Regions from separate parts of the Sus scrofa genome. Here region 2 is linked to region 1. The links are chromatin contacts, called in public HiChIP or PLAC-seq maps. All regions are on one chromosome and are shown on one strand. Each heading gives the region's core, a stretch centred on a gene start, on an enhancer-like site or on the middle of the called end of the contact. The rest is flanking DNA. Distances are from core to core; before and after follow the strand shown.

Region 1 (4,801 bases), core at 315-2,814:
CTGGAAGTCACTGTCAGTAGTGCCATGTTGCTTTCCCCAAACTGAGCAAAAAGGCCTCAACCGAGTAAATTGTCTTCTCCTAAATCTAAGCACTAATTTTTTCATGATGAGCAGTCATCTAGACCAGTTAATTATTTGGAGGGCAAGAGAAGAAACTATATATACCTTCGTCATCACTTGACTCAGGGCACAAAGTTGGCAGGCACATTGTTTTAAAGCATTAATTTCAAAAGCAATAAACTGTTTAATAAACTAATTGTTTCACAGTTCAACAAACACATTTAGCCATATTCTAGCTTTACCTGATAACACTAGCACTACCCAAGAGAACTTTCTGCAGTTGATGGAAATAGTCCATAGAAATGCTCTGTATTTGCACTGTCCATTACAGCACTTAGAAACCTTTGGTGCTACTGAGCACCTGAAGTTAGTGCGACTAAGAAACTGGATTTTTAATTCTATTTAATTTTAATTAATTTAAAGTCATATATAACTAATGGCTACTGTACTAATGACAACAGCAGTTTTAGATTAAGATCCAGCTTTCCAAGACAACATATCCTGCAGCCACAAAATTAATAATAAAGATAATATCACACACTAGGACTTCCCGTGGTGGTTTAGCGGAAACAAATCCGACTAGTATCCATGAGGACATGGGTTCCATCCCTGCCCTCGTTCAGTGGCTTAAGTAAGGATCCAGCGTTGCTATGGCTGTGGTGTAAGGCCAGCAGCTACAGCTCAGATTTGAACTTACATATGCCGTGGGTGTGGCCCTAAACACACACACATACACACACACACACACACTCATTCACAAAAACAAAAGTACAGAATTTAAGTGAGCATCAAAGTATTGACATGCTTAGCAATTACTGTCCCTTTCTTAGGGTTACTGAGAATGTCACACCTAGTAAAGCCTTTTTTGTTTACTTGTTTGCTTTTTTAATAACTGCCAGCGTTTTTTGAACACTACATACTAATTTAAAAGCCATCTCTCCGTCTCCTGCCCAACACCCACACACACACACACCCCTCTGAGAAACCAAGTTGTAGAATAAATATACATTATCTGTCTCATTTCTATGTCTTAAATTCCACTTCCTGGACTGCCAGCTCGCTCTTTCCAGGTTGTAGCCCTCCAAACACAGCCTTCCTCTGGGGCTCTATGAGGAGGGGATTAGGGGCGTGGAAGGGGCGATTTGGGATTTCGTGGAGCCACCCGGGTTAGCACACGTGTGGGTGTGTTCAGGCGAGGCACGGAATCAGGCAGCAGCTATGACGGAAGAATCTAGAGAATTCTCATAGCCACAAGGGAAAGGAACAGGTGCCCAGGAAGGCCGCAGGTTACCTGCACATCCCCGGGGAAATAGAGAACGTGATGCTGGGGCGGCGTTTGCGGCTCCACCTTCGTCGGGTCCCCAGGGAGGTTCCGCGGTTCCTGTCCCTCCCCCGCGGCCACCGCCCCCGCCGCCAGCAGGAGCAACTCGTTGCAGCGCTGCGGATCTGCACCCGGCACCGTGGACAGCCGCAGGCACTGCGGTCGGAGCCCCTCGGCCGAGGAGCAGAGCGCGCCGCCGCTGCTGCTGCTGCCGCCAAGGTTCATGGTTCTGGCCTGAGAGCAGGTCGCGGCGATTCCGATTCCGAGTTGCGGCAGAAGAAGCAGCAGCGGCGGCGACCGCAGGAGCCTGAACCCCCACATGGGTCGCCGCCGCCAGAGCGGTTCGTGTGGTGGGGAAAGTCTCGAGGGAGGAACTTCGGCCCGGCGGCACCCAACGGTCAGCAGGAACGGCCCGGGCGGGACCTGCAGTGGGGGCAAAGTGGCGTCAGAGGCCGACGTCCGCGCGCAGCGTGCGTCACGGAAGGAGGGGTGTGCGCGAAATTCGACTCGGGTTCCCGGGAGGAGGCGACGAGGGGGCGTGGCCCGGGAAGGACGTTTATGATTGGTGGGTTCTGCACCAGCGGGAAGTTCGAACGGAAGTCTCGGAAGGAACCTGAGGAAACGCAAAGGAAGAGGGAGTGAGCCGAGGACTCCCAGCGGGAAGGGCAGCCGTTGTGACATTCCTATAGCAGAGGCTGCCGAAGGTCGCTGTCCAGTAGTGGGGTAGAGAGTTTTGAGTATACCATGCCCCTCTTTCTGTAGACTCAACTTTCAGGTGAGGTTTTTCTAGTCCTTCGGGCCTTAAAAGAGACACAGCCCCAGAGATAATAGAGTAACTCTGTCCTGTGGGACAGAACTTCTGTGGGAGGTCTTTTACGTGTTCTGCATGAAGAAAATCTCCCTCTTCTCACACCCTCGCGTTTCCCTGCGGACACACAAAGATTTCTAGGTTCCTGAGACTTGATTTAGTTATGAAGTCTAATGCGTCTCTGGTAGCAGGGAGCAGGACACAAGGAGTGGGATGGGGGAAATGGGAACAAGCTTTAGTTGTTACACATTTGATGTCATTTTGATGTCGTTGGTGTTTACAGCCAACGGGACTTGCTATTTTAGGGTTTTCAAAAACCAGCTTGAACACTAGGAAAGTCATAGGTGTCCAACAATTATCTGTACCCAGTTGAGTATGAATAAGATTTAACTAAAAGTATGCAAAAGACGAGGAAGGGGGGAGCCCAGTGTTCTAAAGTCCTTGTGAGGCAGGGCACTGTAAGGTAATGTGTGGGAGAAATAATAGTGAGAATTTAAAATATTACAGCCAACATTTATTGAGGCATATTGTAGGCCAGAAGTTGAACTAGGCACTTCATATATTAACTCTTCTGGGTCTATATATGTGTGTACTTAAGTACACACGCTCTTTTCTTTACTCCACATATCAAATATCAATAAGTAGCCTTGAAGTATGAATACAAATGAGTAAATGATAAAATGTAGTTTTCTTACATATACTTATATATACTTAGTGACTTCAGAGAGGTATAATATGATAGCCTACTCTGGTCTAATTATTGAGTTTCATCTGACATCATAATAGTAACCAATCAAATTTAATTTTACCAAGTATATCTGCTGCTTCCTAAAAGTAACTGGTTAAAAAGAAGCAGAGGCTAATTATATAATAATGAATATATAACCATATTTCAGCAATCAACCTTCATTTTATTTTGTGAATCACATGCATGTTGTTACCATCTCTTGTTAGGTAGAGGATTACTAAAATGTAATCCATAAACCAAACGTTTTCATGGGGTTTGATTTTTGTGGTCTTGTTTTTAGGTTGACCTTTTAATTGAATCTGTCATTATTGAAGGGGGTGGGAAATTCTTGTGTTTTAGAAAGAAAATTAGGAATTCCCATCGTGGCGCAGTGGTTAACGAATCTGAGTAGGAACCATGAGGTTTCAGGTTCGATCCCTGGCCTTGTTCAGTGGGTTAATGATCCGGTGTTGCGGTGAGCTGTGGTGTGGGTCACAGACGCGGCTCAGATCCCGCGTTGCTGTGGCTGTGGCGTAGGCCGGGTGGCTCAGCTCCGATTAGACCCCTTGCCTGGGAACGTCCATGTGCCACGAAAGCGGCCCTAGAAAAGGCAAAAAGACAAAAAAAAAAAAAAAAAAGAAAGAAAGAAAATTAAGTATAATAACTATTAAATATACTACAAGGTTATTTCAGTAGCTCTAAGATAATTGAAATCTTTGAGAAATACAAATATATGATATAAAGGGCACAGTAAAGTAACAGACTGAAGTAAGCACAAGGTTTTTTTGTTTGTTTTGTTTTATCCCCACAGACAAGGATTTACATAACCATACAGGAGCAACTTCCGGAGATAGTAATAGCTCTCAATTACTCAGCTGAGGTATGTATGTCATTTATGGTAAGTCATTAACACTGTAATTCCTTCTCATAGGTACCATTGATATTACTGTAATATGGTGTTTTCTCTCCATCCCCTCTTCCTTTTTCCAGGAAGACCAATTTTGTAAGCAGTACTTTTCTAACAACCATGGGCACAGACAGCCCAGCACTGTCTTTCTTTATTCTCTGTAAGAATGGACTTTCCTTCCTTGCTAGAAGTCTTACATATACCAAGTTGCTATAGCCAGGTGTTTGGGTTTAGCCCTCCTTATAACAGATAGAGATCTCCACAAGGATTTTATTTTGTTTGTAATGCAAAAGCGTAGCTCATCTTTGGACTCTTGACAGTTCTCAAGAGATCTTGAGGGCTCTTGGAACTTTTGTTATACCACTCAATATAATATATAGAAAAAGTTAACAAAATTAGACGGAATCTGAGAATGGCTAATTTACCTTGGAAAGGATAGCATTAAAAGATAATTAGTTTATTACCTCTGTAGATATTACAGTAGTTACAGAGATTAACCCTATATCATAAATAGTAAAATTGGCCATCTGTAATACAATGAGGAATGGTAAAAACTAGCAAACTAGAAAGATATGTCATATTTGAAGGAGGCAGTCACTCTTTACCACAATCCAGCTATAGAATGAAGGTAGCATTTTGCCAAACTTTTAGATTTTTCAAGGGAAATCAGATGCTCAGATTTTTATGTGTCATTTCCCAATTTGTAAATGTTGACAACTAATTAAATTTACTTTCAAAACATGTATCAAATTAAATGTATGTATAGGCCAAATTTGGCTTGTGGGCTGCAAAAGTGCAATTTCTCTGCTAAAAGGTAAATGAATGGATACCAGAGACCTTGAGCATGCGTTCCTGTACGAAATTGAATGGGAAAGAAATAATGGGGAAAGATTTTAAGAAATTTTTTCATGGGGTGAGAATTTGATCACACTTGATATTCTTTGAGAAATGCCAATAAATGCTTTAATTCTTTTCACT
Region 2 (4,703 bases), core at 1,789-4,288, 36 kb before region 1:
ACCCCTGTCTCTCCTACCAGCTGTGACTTCCAGGTAGGGGAGAGGGGCTGGGGAATGACCTAATCACCAATGGCCAATGATTTAAACAATCATCCTACATAAGTAAAAGCTAGATAGAAACCCTAGCCCAAGAGATTAGCTCTGGGAACACATGGAGGAGCTGGGAGAGTGAGCCCCTGGAGAGAGCATGGAAGCTCCACACCACATCCCACATACCTTGTCCTATGCATCTCTTCCAGGTGGCTGTTCTTGAGTTGTATCCTTTATAACAAAACTGGAAATAGTAAAGTACTTTCCTGAGTCCTATGAGCCATTCTAACAAACTACTGAACCTGAGGAAAGGAGATGTGGAAACACCTAACTTATAGCTGGTCAGTCAAAAGTACTGGAGGCCTGGACTTGTGACTAGCATCTGAAGTGGGGGCAGTCATGTCGGACTGAGCCCTTAACCTGAGGGGTATGCATTAAATCTGGGAAGTTAGTGTCAGAACTGTTGTAAGCTGCCCTGATAAGGCCTTGATGATACAGGAGTGCTTAACCTAAAGAGGCTTCTAGAAAATAGTCCACTTTTTCATAGAAAAGGCTAAAACATTCAAGCAGGATAAAGGAAAACAAACGATGTATGATTAATGTGGCTTGATGGCAGTAATATGGACGATATCATGTCATATGTACGTAGGAATGAAAAGTAGGATTTGCGGGAGCTAACGAATCTGTTAAAGGGTTGTATTTCATCGGACCACCTATTCCTCTGGCTCACATGATGAATAAAATCTTGCCTAGATGGATATTAAATAAGCTACAAGAACATATTGTACAACACAGGGAATATAGCCAATGTTTTATAGTAACTATAAATGGAGTATAACCTTTAAAAATTGTAAATCACTAGATTGTAAACCTGTAACTTACATAATATTGTACATCAACTATACTTCAATTAAAAATTTTTTAAATAATAAATTTAAAAATAAAAAGCTTGCCTAGATTGTACTTAACCATCTCAATTTCTAGTGACTCTGGAAGACCAAGACTGCTTGTAGGGTGGGTCACAGGATAGTGAACCTCAGCAATTGCTAGCTATGCATCCTTGAGCCAATCATTGCATTTTTTTAGAAGTTGATTTTTATCAGCTATAAAGGAGAATTAGACTAAAATGATGAGCCCTAAGGTAACTTTTTGTTTTCATGTTTTATGATAAAAAAGAAAAACTTAATGAACATAATCTAATTGATAACTTGATATTCACAACCCAAGATAACTCTTACCGCTGGCAGGTGAGCCAAAGGAGAAAAAGTTGAGGTGAGAGTCAAGTAGCCAGTGTTTTTGTACCAGATTATTTCCAAGCCTTAGAATTATATCTATGCAAAAAAATGCACAGTTGCCTTATGAGATCTAGTAGGAAGGGTTCTTTTGGACACATCCTTCGAAATCATACTGGTTTGCTTATGAAAGGTATGTTAAGTAACCACTGGTTTATTGGGAACTGCTAAATATTTGCTATGGATGACCCAACATTCTTTTTGGAAATGCACAAAAGTTGACTTAGATGGGGCACAACTGCATATAGACTGGCTGATGAAGTGTGCAGATACTACTTAACAGCAAGTATAGGGGCTAAAACAGCTCACAGCTGGAGGCCCTTTAGTATCAAACAGTGACTAAAAAGTGTCCCATGCTCCCGTGTTGAGAGGAAATAGGCACTTAGGCCTGATTCCTGCCCATGGTTGGGAGATGACTTCCATTCCTTATTGACACATAAAAGAGCATGAGGTAGACAAGCTCAAGTCATCAGCTGCAACCGTGGAAAAAGTAGCATCATGATTATTTACCTCTGCACAGGCAAAAGATTTTGAGAACATAAGCAGAGATTTATCCCTTACAATGCTATTAATCAGGTCTGCCCTTTGCTTTTTAACTCTTTTATAAAAAGATAAATCAATCAAGAGTTGACTCCAGGAAGCAAAAAGCAGGAGTTAATACTGATAATGATTACATAAAGCTGAAAACATTTAATTTATAACAGGCAGGTCACATAAATAAACATTAATGGCCTTGTTTATAGAAATAATCTGAAAAAATTAGGAGTAAATATATCAATACCAGCATACAATCAATACTGCCTTCTTCATTCTGCAGAAAATGACATTCAGAAAAAAGAGCCATTGGCAGAAGTGGCCGAAACAGGCTTTGAATCCATTTCTATTTGATTCAAAACCTGTAGAGAGTGGAAAAGATAATTAAGGGACTTCACCCTGGAGTCTCCATCAAACCCTTTTATTCTCGGCGACCATATAAAACATAAGGAGACGCTTAAGTCAGGAAGTGTCCGGAGGGCTCTGCGGCTGCGTGACTACCCATATTTCATAACTTGGGACCTGGTGGAAATCTCACCGCTAAACACTTTTTCGTGTAATAGCTGAATGCGTGAGAGGTGGGCAGATTATCTGCAGAGAAATTAAACAAACCTGCTTCGCTCCCTCTGAGAATTCTGCGATGCTGAACTCTTGGTCGAAATAGGCCCAGATAAGGAAGGAGTAAATTCGAGTCCGAACCCAGTTGATGGGGTTGGGGAACCCCAGAATGATCATCTTGGTTTTCTGGCGCTGCTGGGGCTGATCCTCCGTGCTGTAGGTTCGCCGAGAGCAGGAAGAGAAGGCGGGGAGGGTTGCAGGGAGCTCCCGAGGGCTGAGCAGGGGACGCCCAGGACCCCGAGCTGGCAGCGCCAAGGCCCAAGAGACTCGAGGAAATGGGGTCGTTCCCGAACCAAGGCGGCGGCGGCAGAAGCAGCAAAATCCAGGCCATGGCGGCCTCACCTCGGTCGAACCAGGGCTCTGGAGTCGGGCGGCCCAGCCGGGCAGAGGCCGAAATAGCAGTAAGCGGGATAAAAGACGTACGGCCAGCGCCATCTTTGTGACCTTTCACCCCCAGCGTTTGCTAGTGCAATACGGAAAGAAAGTCGGTGGGAAACACCTCAGCGGGTTTGGAGAAAGACTGGAAGAGTCAAGCTGGTCTGTTGCTGCCACCCCTGGTGAGTCCGCCCCATCCCCGCTCTTCAGCACACGCGGCCCCCAGGCCGGCGCTCCAACTTGCGGAACTCGCTACTCTGCCGGGCGCACGGACCTTTTCTCTCAGGGTCGTGTTTCCGAGCGGATCGCGCGCGAAGAAATGTGTTAAGACCGAAGTTCCCGGGACTTGGAGGAGGACAGGCTCACGTGAGCAACTATGGCCGGGCAGCGTTTTCTGGTACCCCGGCTCGAGGGCGTTTCGCAGGAGCAGTTCACCGAGCATCTCTACCCGCAGGTGAGGTCCTCCCGCGGGGTTGAACCGCGAGAAGCCCACCACTCGAGCGGATCCGAACCGGTTTCTTGCGACCCATAGTGTAGGGAGGAGGCGACTCTCGGCTGAAGATGGCTGGTTGCCTCTGCTACCAAACGAGAGGGCACGTGGGGGATGCTGACCTGCTCATCTCTTAAATTTTCAAAAGAGAACCTCTCCACGGTTCTGGGAAGAAGGCTAACGACAGAGAGCTGGGTACGAGAAATATTTTGCCTAATAACACTGCTAGCTGCCCCCTCCGGTGGCTTCAACGGCGCGTGTTCGTCTATGCGAGTTTATGGATTTGAAGAAGCAATTTTTTACTGCACCAAGCCAAAAGAGGAAGCAATGGGAATCCTCCGAGAAACTTCTACTGGTCGTGGATTCTAACTAGCATGGGTTCTAGTTCAGATGTTCGATTTTCATATATGTGTAACTCAAACCATAACTCTTTAAAGGAAAACTCAGACAAAAATATTAATGGGGGGAGGGAAGTGTTTTTACTTGGAGCGTTTTTTCGGGGGACTCCAGGCTTCAGAAAAACTGAAATTTAAGAGCCCAGCAGATATTTTAAGAAAAAACAAACAAACAAACCCACTAAAGTTACAGTTAAGAGTCTCCTCACGGTAGAGAGCAGTTTTACTTGATCTGTGAAGGTGGTTGGGCATACTCCTGAGTATTAGAAAAGTCCGAGATGGAAGTTTTTTTTCTTTTCGGAGTTGGCAACCTAATGGGAGCATACAAGCCTTCATTTATTTGGGGGACTAGTGCTAAAGGGTGACTGTTTTCCCAACCCCCACCACAGGACTTGTTAGTGTAAGATGCCTACAGGACAGTATTGTGAAGATCAGAGGATGGAGGGTTGTGAAATTGCTTTGCCAGGTGCATAGCAAAGTGTCTTGTAATTTAATAACAGAAATAAGACGTGTAATATGTCAAAAAGAAAGCATCATCAAGTTTCATAAAGTGGAAAATTACAAACAACACTGTGGTTACAATGTAACAAAACTAGAAATTAATAGCTGTGTTGCAAAACAAGACTCTTGTACTTGGAAACACTAAAGAAGGGCTGTAAGGGGGTATAGTTCTATCAAATTTTTAAACATGTTTTAATAATCAGCAGTGTGGTACAAACTGCATGAAGAGACAGACCAGAGGAATAGAATAGGAAGTCTGGATGGAAACCTGTATGTACACACACACATCTGGATGGCAACGTAAATATATATATGTATTTATCCATATTCTGGAGATATTTATATATTTCTCTGGAGTCTGGATAAATTTCCATTCATTTGGAACTTAGTATGTGATGAGCATGACATTTTAAACATTTCTGGGGCAAAGATGAACTTTTAAATAAATAGAGCTTGGACAACTAGATA

Evidence for each region. HiChIP or PLAC-seq counts read pairs in DNA pulled down with a chosen protein or histone mark.
Region 2: an H3K27ac HiChIP or PLAC-seq map of alveolar macrophages shows a contact between it and region 1. The contact joins the promoter of MAIP1 here to the promoter of LOC100522040 in region 1. A contact is called at or near these places in 1 of 47 Hi-C or Micro-C datasets (epiblast stem cells) and 1 of 2 datasets of contacts at active chromatin or transcription factors (alveolar macrophages).

Annotation. Positions count from the first base shown.
Region 1 is chr15:103,539,920-103,544,720 of Sscrofa11.1, reverse strand. LOC100522040 (formiminotransferase N-terminal subdomain-containing protein-like) reads left to right here and starts at 1,564. Exons shown (of 7, transcript XM_021075940.1): 1 at 1,564-1,778; 2 at 3,728-3,796. The coding sequence starts at 1,701.
Region 2 is chr15:103,577,261-103,581,963 of Sscrofa11.1, reverse strand. It overlaps MAIP1 (m-AAA protease-interacting protein 1, mitochondrial), which reads right to left and starts at 3,038. Exons shown (of 5, transcript XM_003133571.3): 1 at 2,469-3,038. The coding sequence starts at 2,909. TYW5 (tRNA wybutosine-synthesizing protein 5) reads left to right here and starts at 3,063. Exons shown (of 8, transcript XM_003133570.5): 1 at 3,063-3,303. The coding sequence starts at 3,226.